Regions from separate parts of the Anas platyrhynchos genome. Here region 1 is linked to region 2. Evidence: chromatin contacts called from public Hi-C data. All regions are on one chromosome and are shown on one strand. Each heading gives the region's core, a stretch centred on a gene start, on an enhancer-like site or on the middle of the called end of the contact. The rest is flanking DNA. Distances are from core to core; before and after follow the strand shown.

What was found. A called contact is a pair of places that touch in the nucleus more often than the background predicts.
Region 1: a contact with region 2 is called in a Hi-C map of small yellow follicle, with 4 times the contacts expected there. The contact joins two enhancer-like sites. A contact is called at or near these places in 4 of 8 Hi-C or Micro-C datasets (F5 follicle, skeletal muscle, small yellow follicle and 1 more).

What each region holds. Positions count from the first base shown.
Region 1 is chr1:32,879,147-32,885,405 of IASCAAS_PekinDuck_T2T, forward strand. No RefSeq gene overlaps it. Among named protein-coding and RNA genes, the nearest start is that of SLC38A4, 57 kb to the right of the region's middle. Within about 2 kb of position 3,590, at least 4 of the 8 cell types and tissues checked have an H3K27ac peak or open chromatin away from gene starts, as enhancers often do. A contact at or near this core is called in F5 follicle and small yellow follicle, where this site is marked.
Region 2 is chr1:32,730,331-32,736,730 of IASCAAS_PekinDuck_T2T, forward strand. No RefSeq gene overlaps it. Among named protein-coding and RNA genes, the nearest start is that of SCAF11, 16 kb to the left of the region's middle. Within about 2 kb of position 5,036, at least 3 of the 8 cell types and tissues checked have an H3K27ac peak or open chromatin away from gene starts, as enhancers often do. A contact at or near this core is called in F5 follicle and small yellow follicle, where this site is marked.

The DNA.
Region 1 (6,259 bases), core at 2,340-4,839, 150 kb after region 2:
TTAACCAGCAGAAAGGCCAACAAAAGGCAAAGCGGCACTGACACCACAGCTGCATATTTCATCAGAAAGACTGCCCAGGTCTGGCACCGCCCTGGGGCCCCCTCTTCCTCTGGCTGCTGTCACCTCTCCCTCGGGTTTTAGCGCTGCAATCTCACATGCTGCGTGTATCGGGGGGAGTTCAGCTCCCTCGTATCAACATGAACATGGATTTCCTGGGTTGCAGGCTAAAGTGCAAGTTTCGGAAGCTTTCTGTTTCGAAACAAAAGGATTTGAGTTCCTCTTTCTGAGGCGAGGCGTGCGCACAATGCAGTTGCTGGGAGCAGCCACACCACGGCACCAGCAGTGAAAACGGGCCCGCGGCCAAAACCCAGAGCTCATGTCAAAACACGCTACAATAGCACATTTTACTACAGCGCAGGAATGTTAATGCGATACAATTAAATATTATGTTGCAAGGAAATTACATGTCCCGAACCACTGCAATATGGACGTGTGACCCTGGGGAGGCTCGTTCTCCCCGCGCTGTGTTTATAGCCGTGCCAACCCGCCTTTCCCACAGCTCCCCTTTGCCATCGCCCTGCAAAATGCAACCCTCGCTCCCAGCCCGTCCAGGCCGCCTCTGGCACCCCACGTCTTGCGCAAGGGGGCCAGCTGACCTTGCTGCTTTGGGGAACTGCCAGCTTGTTTCGTAAGGAGACAACCCCAGAAAGTGCTTTGTGGGGAGCATCAACCAGAAAACGGGGGCTGTACCCCCTCTCACCAGCCCCAGCAGGGGTGGGAGCTGTGGGGCCTGCGCTCCCCTGGCCCTGCTGCGGCTCCCAGGGGACGATGCTGTGAGCAGGGCCGGGTTTGCCTCCTCCCCATTAGGCAAGGCCTCGTCCCCCTGGCCCCATTCTCCCCCTAGGTCCAGGGGGACTTTCCAGAGAGGGGCTGCTGACGGAGGCGTGCTCCCACGTGAGGGCAGAAATAGAGCTGTGTAACTGCATTTCTCACGTGGGACGGGTGTCTCAGGTGTTGTGTCACTGACTGAGCGGTGCTGAGCGAGGGGAGGACACCTTAATTACCGTGTGTCACTGCTGCAGAACATCAAAATGTCTTTAACAGTTGAAACGGTTTTCCTAGATCCTACAGACTGGGAGAGAGCCATCGCATGGGGAAGTGATGGATTTGCAAGCCAAAGCCTTACATTAGTCATTACTTGTCTCACTTTGCTAGTTCTGAGTTACAGGACCAAAACAGAATACGTCACAAAGAACTTTTAAGCAAGTCATTAATGTTTTTTTTTTTTTTTTTTCATTTTGGAGGCTGGCAGGCCTGCAGGTTTTTGGTTTCTTTGTACGGTTCTGTTCACCACTTCTGAAATATACCTTGTTTAATTTTAATTTGCAGGGGAGAGGAGAGGAGAGGAGAGGAGAGGAGAGGAGAGGAGAGGAGAGGAGAGGAGAGGAGAGGAGAGGAGAGGAGAGGAGAGGAGAGGAGAGGAGAGGAGAGGAGAGGAGAGGAGAGGAGAGGAGAGGAGAGGAGAGGAGAGGAGAGGAGAGGAGAGGAGAGGAATCATAACTGATTTAAAACCTACTCTGACTCCTGTGCATGACAGGGGTCTATGGGAGCAGATAAGGCAGGCTGCCCCCGAGCTGTCCCCGAGAAATGCCGAGGCGAGCCAGGCTGGTGCTGCTGTGCTTCCCCCAGGAGAACACACAGGGCCCGGATGCTGATCTGCAGCTTGGAAAGCTGAACCAGCCACACGAGCCTCACGCAGGCAGCAGTGCAAACCTCAGGATGTGTTTGTTGCCACAACTTGTATGATTTTCATCAGCCGTTCAAACTGGAGCCAGTAATTTCCATTGTTGCCAGGGGAGGTGGTTGGGAAGAGAGGGAGAAAGGCTGCATTATGGAAGAACTTGGAAATTTTTGTCCTCTCTTCTGTCAACAGATAATTTTTTTTTGTGGTCTAACTACTGAATGTTTACTTTTTGGATTTTTCTAAGGATGAACTGCTGCTTTGGGGAAGCAAAGCGGCTATGAAAGCTGTAAACTGGTATCCTAAATTTCTATCAAAAAGGGAATTTTTTTTTTTTTTTCTAATTGCTGTTTTCAATGCTAACATACTAACTGGGCCTTCTTCATCCTCGGTGCTTTTGTCCCAGGAAATGAACCTGCCTGTTGGCAGCCCAGGGAACAGCAGGGCCAAGGACCTCCAGAACCTGGGTTTTCCCCACCACTGCCTTAGGACACCATTCCCTGCTACCTGCCTGCTTGACCCAGGATGCCTCCCTGGCCAGCTCCTTGGACACTGCCTCTTCTGTTCAGTTGTCTAGTTGAGCCTTTTTGGGGGGTTGATTTGGATCAGGTCCAACACTGATGCATTCAGTGCATTCACAACACAGTGTATTCAGGAATATTTTTGGTGACACTGAACCTCAGCTGAACCAGGTGCATGATTGTCAAGATGTCTAGCATTTAAGGTTGAATGTCCTTTTGCCACCCCACAGAGTACAGGTACTCACATTATTGCCTTCTCCACACAGAACAATCCCAAATTTCCACTGGGGGATCAGTGTAAATAATCCCTTTTGGCAAGGTCTCCAGTCAAAAGATTAGCCTATGAGCTAAAACTGTGAGGGCAATTTCTCCATCTGTAATCCAAGAAAATGTCCTGAAATTCTGGGCAGTGGGAGAGAGACTCCTTATAGTTATGAAGACAAAAAATTAGCAGTGGCTCATTTTTCAGAGATTACCAAGCAGTCGTGTTTGCACTACTGGCTCTTTAGTGGTACTTGTGCTGACGTCTGTGCTGGACGTGTCCTGCTCCTGACGACATGCATAATTAGATGTAGCAACATCATGGGCTTTTTAATCTCTTAAAGACTCCTTGACTAATATTTATGTTAGTTAAAGTTGTAATTTAATCACATCTTATGCAAGTCCATGCACATTTTTATGCACGCAGCGGGTCAAGTTCTTTCCCGTAGGCAAGGTCTGCTGGTGACAGGTATTTGGAGAGCTGGCTGTAACTGTAGCTACCTACACAGCACCCTGCACATTGTCCTTACCTGCTGTATCTGGACAATGCAGACAGTGCTGAAAAACTGCTGTGGTGTGACCACATCTTCTTCCTTACCTTTGGCTCCTGCCTGGCTTGTTGCCCTCAGAGCTGGAAGGGTGGTGCAGGGGGACTGATGCTGTCTCTGCCGCCTGGTCACTCGTGCTGCAGCAAGGAGATTCCCACTTGGTGTGGAAAGGGAATTCCTCTCCATTGCCCTGCTGGATAGCTGAAAAGGGAGGATTTGGCCAACCCTTTAGTCTGTTAGCTGATACTTCCAACCAGCCAAGGGCTATCTCCCCATTGCAGCAACAGCAGCACGACTCCAGGGGCATCCAGGCCCTTTACTAAATAAAAGGGGCAGAAAAGGCTCCTTGGCATCTATTTGGCAATTTTGCAGGTCAGTTTTTGTACTTGAGGTAGATTAACAGCAACACATGTGAGTTCCTCTGCATTATGCAGTTTATTTCAGCCCCCGATTGGGTTACATGGTGTGCACTATTCCTCCCGTGACACTTGACACAGCAGCTGCCAAGGTTGGTTTCTGGACAGGCCTGTCCTGGGAACAGAGTGTGCCGTGATCTCGATAAAGGGTGCTCAGCCTGCGTGTATGTCTCTGCTTGCCCCTTCCATTGCAGCTTTGTTGTGGGAACTTTCATGAAACCCAGGCCAGCTGCTTCCTAGCTTAACACAAAGCACGTTAATTGGGGCCGCTGCCTTTGGAGAAGCGGCCAGCTCCTACAAGTACTTGTTGTCTACATACGCTGCTTGTCTCCACACATTGCAGAAGTTTACCTCATCCCCAAGTTTGATACAGAGAATATTAAATATCGGTAAATGGAAACATATAAAAACTTTGCAGCGAGTCGTTCGTGGTCCTGTACCTATTAAAAATAGATGTCGACAGATCTGATTTCCACTCGTCAGGGCAAAAAAAGCTGCCAGGAGGTTCATCTGTGTCTGTCACTGACTATATTTTCTGGTTGCCCTTTTAGTCAGCTCCTTGCATGAGTTCTCCTCAAAAGGTGTGTATTGTATAGAGTATAGTGTTTAGTGTTTAGTGTGTAGTGTGTAGCGAAGCTACAATAGTGAAGCATCCTGAATCAGTTCCTCTAGAAGGTTATCAGCTACTAAAAACCAAACAATTGCTAGCTACAGATGTAGCAGCAGCAGGAGTGGAAATATTTGCATCTTCTTACTATGCTTAACTTGATCATATTTCTGTCTGTGTATTTAAGATGGTTCTTAGTGCCTTTCTAAAAGACTCCTACAAATTACAATTTCTGTGCACCTTTTAAAACACATTAACTTTTCAGAATTGTGTAAGACATGTTGGCAGGCAGAGCCTGTATCTTGTTATGGCACCTTTTAGTTTTAGGATAACCATCCCCATGCTACTAGCTCCCCCAGCCACTTGTGCACCAGCACCTACCAGTGAGCACGGTTGGTTTTGTGTCGAGAGTCACTGTGCAAACCCTTCCAACCCATCCTTGCCCTGCTGTGACCTCCTGAGCCCCTCAAATCAAGGGCAGAGCTCTCCTGACGTTAACAGCAGGGATGAGCTCCTAATCCCTGTAAGCACCTTTTCTTGATGACCCCTTGGTGCCCGTGGTTTGCTGCTGACTGTCAGTGTACTTGGGGCAGCATGCCTCTCCCAGCATCACTGGCACCCATGGGTGACCTGGGCGAGCGGTGAGGAGAGGCTGAGGCTGGGACCAGAGGTGCCCTTTGGAGGCAGCCAGCGGGGTGGTCCAGGGGTGCCAGGAGCACACATGCAAGGCTAAAGCAGAAGGACTCAATGCTCACAAGCCACAGATGCCTAACATATCTAATATGGTAAGCTCCAGTCCTGCTGCCTGGTGCCTGGGTCACATTAGTTTCGGCAGTCAAGCGGCTGATTGCACCGCCAACTATTTTAGCTCAGTGACCTTCTGGAGAAATGAAATAGGAACTGAGCGGTTTTGTGGTTCAGAAGCACCAGTTTGTTTCCTAGCATGACAACGCTGCTGCTCTTTCTCTAGGAAGGTTGCTTTCTTGGCTAGTACCCTGGCGGCAGCAGCCAGAATAATATCAGCAGCCTCATGCCTCGGTTAACTCGGCTGTATATGACATTAAAGAGCATGCCAAGGCAGTGAAAATGGCAACCTGAGCTGTGGTGGGCGGTAGCCATTCATCTGCTCCTTGATGTTTTCCCTGCTGTAGAGCCCCTGTCCCAGTCTGTTTGCCCCTCACAATGGCAGGATAGATAAGGCCAAGTAGAAAGTGCACACGAGGAGGAATGGCCTCTTGTCCTGAGGGTGTTGTGTTTCTGGCTTGTGAAGTCATGCAGTGAAATTGTCTGGGTTTGGACAGGGTATGGAGAGACCACCCTGCACTGCTGGCTTCACGGAGTGCTTGGGATGGCAGCTAGGCTGGTTTCCCTGGGTGACTGTGCGTCTGGTCCATGCTGGTGGTAGCTTAGCTGTGGTATGACTTAACCACAGCCTGGGGAGGGATCTACGGTGTCAGCACAGCGCTCCCCTTGCTCAGCTTGCAGCCTGACAACATGTAGGCAATGAGATCCAGAGCCAGGAAGATGCTTAGTCCTACCTGAGCAGTGGGGTGCACTGGTAAACCAAATGCTCCCAGAGGAACTGCCACCATGCCTGTGGGTGCTCCAGTTTTCACTGGCAATGTCCTGGAGATGCTTTAAGTTCGGTGGAGCTGCGTTGTCTGATGCTGGCTCCATTCAAAGTGCTTCCCCAGCTCAGACCACGAGTGGTTCAGCACCATGTGCTCGGATTTATCTCCCCAGCTGTGCGGTTGTCATCTCAGGCTCCCTTCCTAGGCCAGGAAGGGAATCAAGTGTGTATGGAGAGAGCTTTATCTTATATTAAAGCGGCTGTTTGCCATCATTCTTATCCAGCAGCTCCATGCCTGGAGACCTGCTTGGGGTGTGTGTGACAGGGCTTGGGGTCCCCTCTCTGCCTGAGGCCCTGGATCACTGGGTATAAACCACCCTGCAGGAGAGGTTTCACAGCAATGCCTCCTTGCCTTGTGATGCATGTAGTTTTTTTATTTTTTTATTTTTTTTTTTTTTCCCTAGGCCACTGCTTCTGTGACCCCTGTGCCCACTGTGTGTGGGGCTGGGCACCCTGTGGGGCAGCAGAGCCCTGAGGGTGCTCCCTGAGTTGTTGCCCGGAGCAATGCAGGGCACGGCCTCGTTATCCACCTGCT
Region 2 (6,400 bases), core at 3,786-6,285:
CTCCTGATAATACAAACTCATTAATCTCTACCTAACTCTGTTACAGTGAAAAGTCTGTTTGTCAATCTATAAAAGAAAAAAGCAATGAAAGGCAAAACTTCTTTCTCACCTTTAAATAACAAAAGTGGGCAGAAAGCTTACATCCAGCAGTGTGAAAGATATCAGCCAAGTCCAGATTGATTTATTACAGAACAGCCTGTGAGTGGATTTAAGAATCGTCTGGGACTGCGTGTGTGTATTATATGACTTTTCTTTCATGCTCGTGTGAGAGAACCATATCAGCTCACATTACACTATGTGGTACTGATGAAAGTGCTGCATAACTGAAGCAAAAGATTTCAGCAACATCTATCAGTTAACAGAAAAGCTCAAAAAAGTAGGAAGAACAATGCCTGAAAGTGACTTCCCAAATTATTTTTCAGATCTCTGCCATTTTTTCTTCTCAAGCTGAAGGGGAGAGGGCAGGGTTCAATACAACATCAGAATGAGTCTAAATCTTGTTCACGATTGATTTTGCTGTCTTACTTACATAACCCACCTAATCCTGCCACTCAGCTCTGTAAATCACAGCCCACAGCCTTCTCCTTAGGCATCAACCCCAAGGATCATGATGAAAAGAAAATCTCATTACTGATCAGCAGAGCAAGTGATAAAGAATGGAAAGTAAAGAGAATTATAACTTTGCCACCTAGATTGAATCAATTTTATCTTCATTTTTGTCCTATGTTTATTCTTACACACACAAAAACATAGTGCCAGGGGGAAGGGGAATGAAGCAGAACTGGGATACAGTGACCAGAGGAGCTGGAGGCCTGGACACCATGCTTATTCCTGTATCCCCAGTTAAACCCACAAATAAATAGAGGGGATTTACAAAGAGATATTAAAGTCTCCAAAAGAGAGGTCTCATGGGCATATCCTGGCCAGTAATAGCTACGTGAAACACTTCTAAAAAATCTACCGTTATTTATTAGACCTAAGTAGAAGTTGAGCTCTTCTGACAATTTATCCCTAATTGGGAGACTGAGCATCTGGGAAATCTGACCCTGCACACCCTCCCTTGGCACCTGGGAAGTGTGGTTTTGTCTTTGACTCTGTGTGGAAAGCAAGGGTAGTGCTGAAAATATTCACAGGGGGCAGGGACAGGCCTCAATTCAGTCACCCGGGCACTGAAACTGGCTGGGGTTTTATACAAGCAAATTTGGTCTTGCTTCTTCAGACAGTTGCTTTCTGGAGGTAAATTTGCTCTGCACTGAGAGTGCAAGGAGAGATGGTGACTGAGCGTGTGGGGAGGAGGAAGGAAGCACAAGCAGAAGGCAGCTGGTTGTTCGCAGGAGCCTCTCAGGGTGTTTGGGGAAGCGGTGCTGTCTGCTGCCCTCGGGCCACCTGCACCCAGAGAACAGCTCCCCTGGGGGAAGAGCTGAGCCAGAGGCTCAAACCAGCCCCTGCAAACTTCAAGGGCGAAGGAGAGTCTCCTGGTGGTGGAGCACCATCCTGCCTCTGCTGTCCGTCCCTGTAGAACTTGGTCCAGCCCCTGGCAGAGCAGCGGCCTGGGACTGTTGTTCCAGCTGGATGGAGGCAATGCCATTAGAGCATGCATGACCCCACCTCTCTTCGACCAGCTCTGATTAGGAACCGAGTGTTTTGCAGCAGTAGCAGAACAAATGCAATCAGGAAGGCCACGTGAAATCAATTTCTGTTTAATTATTCATTGCCTATCTCTGTGCTGTACTGAGGAAATCATTCAAAACCCTGTAATACCCAGCTACTTTCAGCTGCCTTCCTGAAGGTAAGCATGTGACTCTGCTTTCAATTGCTACTGTAAATATACAATTATTTATAAACTACCTCACAGGGACCATATGGTCCTCTTTTGAATAAAAATGCACAGACAGAACCGAAAAAATCTGTGAAAGAGAGGCATAGTAAATTGATACGTAGCATACCATCTGCTTCCATGCGCGAATGATGTTATAACAAACTGCAGGAGGCACAGCTAAGGCAACTGGAGAGAGCCAACTCCTTTACGGTGTTTGCAGATCTTCTGACGGTCTTCTGCCTAGTATCAGTTTTGTGTTGTCATTTGCTGTGGCACTACACCAAGAAAGCCATATTGGCTAACTTCTGCATGCTTAGGACTGACACCCATCTGTGGCTTCCCCCGATTAGCTAGTGAGCACCCCAGAGTTTGATTCCGATAGCTTTGACTTTTATGAGGTTTATAAAACACACTGGGTATTACCAATCAACCAAGCTAAAGTTTAAAATATGTCTGACAATGTTCATCCTGTAAAATACCAAGAAAACTGATGTAGGACTTCTCATTTGTTGAAATATTTTCCATGTAGAACTGAAACTTATTACGGATTTGTTCAGAGGATGTTAGAATCACATTTGTGTTAGATCTCACCTATGCCAAAGGACTCATGAAGGTTGCACATCTCTACTTTTTATTAGCACTGTTTTAATATCAGGATGCTGGAGCTGCATGTGTCAAATGGAAGCATTTGAGCAGAGCCTTCACCGTAGCTGTTGTTCTTGATGCCATGCAGGTTGTGGTGTGTGACCTTGCATAAGTCACTGGTGATAAAAGTAGGGGGCAGCTCAGCAAAAGCGAAAGGGCAGCACAGGTGGCTATGGATGTGAACACGTTGCCCCTGTATTTTGTTTGGTATTACAGGAGCCAGACTGTTGGCTGTCCCTCAAAAGCACGAAGGAAATGGCTGAAAAATGATGGCTTTATTATGGCATGAAAAGAGTGGGGTGGGTGACCAGTGGGACTGCCCACCCTAGCACCAGCACTGTGTGCCTGGCTGTGGTTTGGTGAGCTGGCCTGGCACATGCAGCACGTTACTTCTGCTCTTGCATGGGTCAGGAGCTAGGCTGGCGGCTGGGGAGCCAGCCCTGCCCATCCCGTCTGCTGTGAGATGTGGCCTGGGCACGTGGCCATGGCTGAAGCCTCAGGTCTGCACTGCCCCAGCGGGAATCCAGCTGTGGTCACACCAGCCTGGGGCAGGGAGAAGTGCATAAATTATTTTGTAAAAGCTCAGAAAATAAAAATTTTCAATAAAAAGGCAGAGGGAATGAACATTTTTAATAATAAACACAATGCACATTACCTGAGTTATTACAGTATTATTCATAATAAAATTATTATTATCACTAATATTATTAAAATGCATTCAAATTGTTCAGATTTTGACACCGAAATTCCAACCACAGGGCAGACGTTGAGTCAGACAGAAAATGACAGAAGTGTTAAAAAGGGAGATATAAATAACTGATTTATCTTACACTCTTCCTCTGCCCTCCTCTGGGCGCCCAAATGCAGAGCAGCAGCTTCCCTTGCCTGGGCAGCTCTGAGGAAGTGCTGGGTCTCCTGTCTGCACTTTCTTCCTTTGCAGCTTCTTTTGTGCCTCACTGCAGAATACACTTGAGCAGAGACTTCACCATCTCTGCTGCCTGTGCATTGGAGGCACTTTGAGATTCTGTGCTGAGAAATAACGGTATGAAATGCTGAGATAAAAGGGTAACACGTTACTGAAAATGAAAGCGTGACTCATCAAGGGATTATATTTTAATGCAAAGCTTTCTGACCCTCTGTCAGTCCTTCCTTCCTTCAGCCAGTATTAAGGCTGCGTGTGCAAGGACCATTTTCCTTTTGCTCCCCTTCTAGGTTTCCCAGGTGACACACAGCTCACTGGAGCATCTCTTTACAGGGTCTACCAAACTCCTTTGGCTCTAAAGCAGCCGAGATAGAAGATAGTCCTTCTAAAAGCACCATCTGCTGACTTGAAACAGAAAAAGCAGGAGGCACCCACTGTCTTGCAGACTTGTTAAGGCCATAACAAGTAACAGGAGCAGGGCTGCTAAATGACAAGCACATATGAGAGTTGTAGTATGACTATTTTTTTCAGCTGTCAAAGCAAAACACCCAGTATCTATCTTATCCCAGACCTAACACCATGAAAAATGCTGAGAGTAGTGCTGAGGATTGCACTAGCCCCTAGTTTCCTTCCTGGCAAGGTGGTTTTGTTCCACAGGCCCATCCGCAGGAACTCGTACGCTGCAGTTTCTGCATGTTCAGATTCAAAATGACAGTGCAGGAAGAAACACTTCTGGTGACCTAGTTTAACCAGTGTTAAGAGCAGATGCATTTTCTATAGCATGCAGTGTTGCTGCAAAGCCTAGTGGGATAGTGCTGAAAGGCTGGTGTCCGTGCTGATTTGCCTCTCCATTGGGTAATTTGTCAGGGATTAGCCTGCGTGTGTAGGCCACAAGAAGAAAGTCCTGCAGCTGATGATTTTCTTCTACAGCTGACAGAATGTCTTGAGTTGGAAGGGAACCACAAGGATCATCGAGTCCAACTCCTGGGTCCCCAAAGGACCACCCCAAAATCAGACCATGTATCTGAGAGCGTTGTCCAGACACTTCTTGAACTGCAGCAGGCTCAGTGCCATGCCCACCGCCCTGGGCAGCCTGTCCCAGTGCCCGAGCACCCTGTGGGTGCAGACCCTTTCCCTAACCCCTCACCTGACCCTCCCCTGTCCCAGCTCCATGCCGTTCCCTCGGGTCCTGTCGCTGACCCCAGAGAGCAGAGCTCAGCGCCTGCCCCTGCGCTCCCCTTGTGAGGGAGCTGCAGGCCGCCATGAGGCCTCCCCTCAGCCTGCTCTGCTCTGGGCTGAGCAAACCAAGGGACCTCATCTGCTCCTCATACATCTTGCCCTCTAGGCCCTTCACTATTTTTGCAGCCCTCCTTTGGACACTTTCTAACAGTTTTATATCTTTCTTTTACTGTGTTGCCCAAAACTGCACAGAATGCACACATTGTGGATAGCAGAGCAGGACCATCCCTTCCCTCTACCGACCGGCAATGCTGTGCTTGATGCACCCCAGGGTACGGTTGGCCCTTCAGCCGCCAGGGCACACTGCTGGCTCATGTTCAGCTTGCTGTCAACCAAAACCCTCCAGATCCCTTTCTGCGGGGCTCATATACAGCATCTTTTCCCCCAATCTGTACGTATATCCAAGGTTACCCCTTCCCAGGTACAGAATTGGGCACTTGCTCTTGTTAAACTCCATATTGTTGGTGATCATCCAGCTTTCCAACCTATCTAGATCTTTCTGCAAGGCCTCACCACCCTCAATGGAGTCATCAGCTCCTCCCAATTCAGTATCATCTGCAAGCTCCCGGAGCTCCTACAACTCCACTGTGGTGGTTTTCATTCCTTCCAATGTTCTCCTCAGCAGTACAACATGGGCATCCTTTGCTATTTGTTATCCTGCCTGTTGGTTGATTATCAACGTCTTTTACAGAGTCACTTTGAATAATATTTTTCATTTCATACCAAGGTCAGAATCAATAAAATATAAATCCTACAGCAGCAATAAAAGATAAAAAGTCTTAAAACCTACCTAACATTCCTATCAATCCCCCTCAAAGCAATTGACGTATATCTTAGTAGAGAAGCTTTGAGGAAGTTCTTCAGATTGTGCAAATCTAAAGCATTTAGCCTGATTGTATAAAACTAAGGCTGATTCCACTGACCACAGTGAACTTTAACCAGTTTGTAGCAGGCTGTGAACCTTGGAAAGTCTTTTGAAGTGATGTCTGGAAGTAATCTTTTGTGTATGTAATCAGTAAATTAGTCTGGTCCCTTTCAGTAGTATTCTTACCACTTTGTGGTGGCTCCCAGTGACCTTTGTGAAAAAAGCTCTGCCAACACAACATCTTTGTGGCTAAATTTTTTTGCTAGTAAAACACAACATTCTTAATGGCATCGTTGTTAACAGTTAATGAGCTCCTCATTCTCTGAAAACATACAGCATTTGTATATGGCTGTTGTACAGCTTATTGTAATTAGATTGTGGGTTCATCCTGATCTTCCTGAAGGTCCCTGGGACCAAATATTTGCTGGGCAGAGCAGTGGTGAGGACACGTGAAAACTCTTGCAGCTTTGAGACACAGGACTTCCCAAAGTTAGTACTTCCCCAGCAAGGTAGCAGAGGTATTATGGACTCTGTGCTGGGACAGTGCTTCCTTTGGTGCACCTCTACAAAATACCAGGGTTGGAAACACTGCAGGTTCTTCTTGTGGGTAAGTGCCCTCGCCACCTCCGTCCCCATGTGAAAAGCACAGCTCTCGGAGCTGGCTTCAATGAATCCTGCTTTTTGTGGATGTTGTTTTCATTGCTCAGCTGTGCTAACCGCACTGTTTTCTCAGAGGTAGGTGGGAAGGTAAAGAGCATGTAGCAAGATTATTTTTTCTAGCTATTGGTTTTGACCTATTTTGTTTACTGGCATCTGGGCTGTTTGTAAATATCCAAATCAAAAAATGTCCAATTTTAGACGACAGTCCTGAGCCTAAGTGGTGTTCAGGTGCCCTCAAAGGAGGTATAGG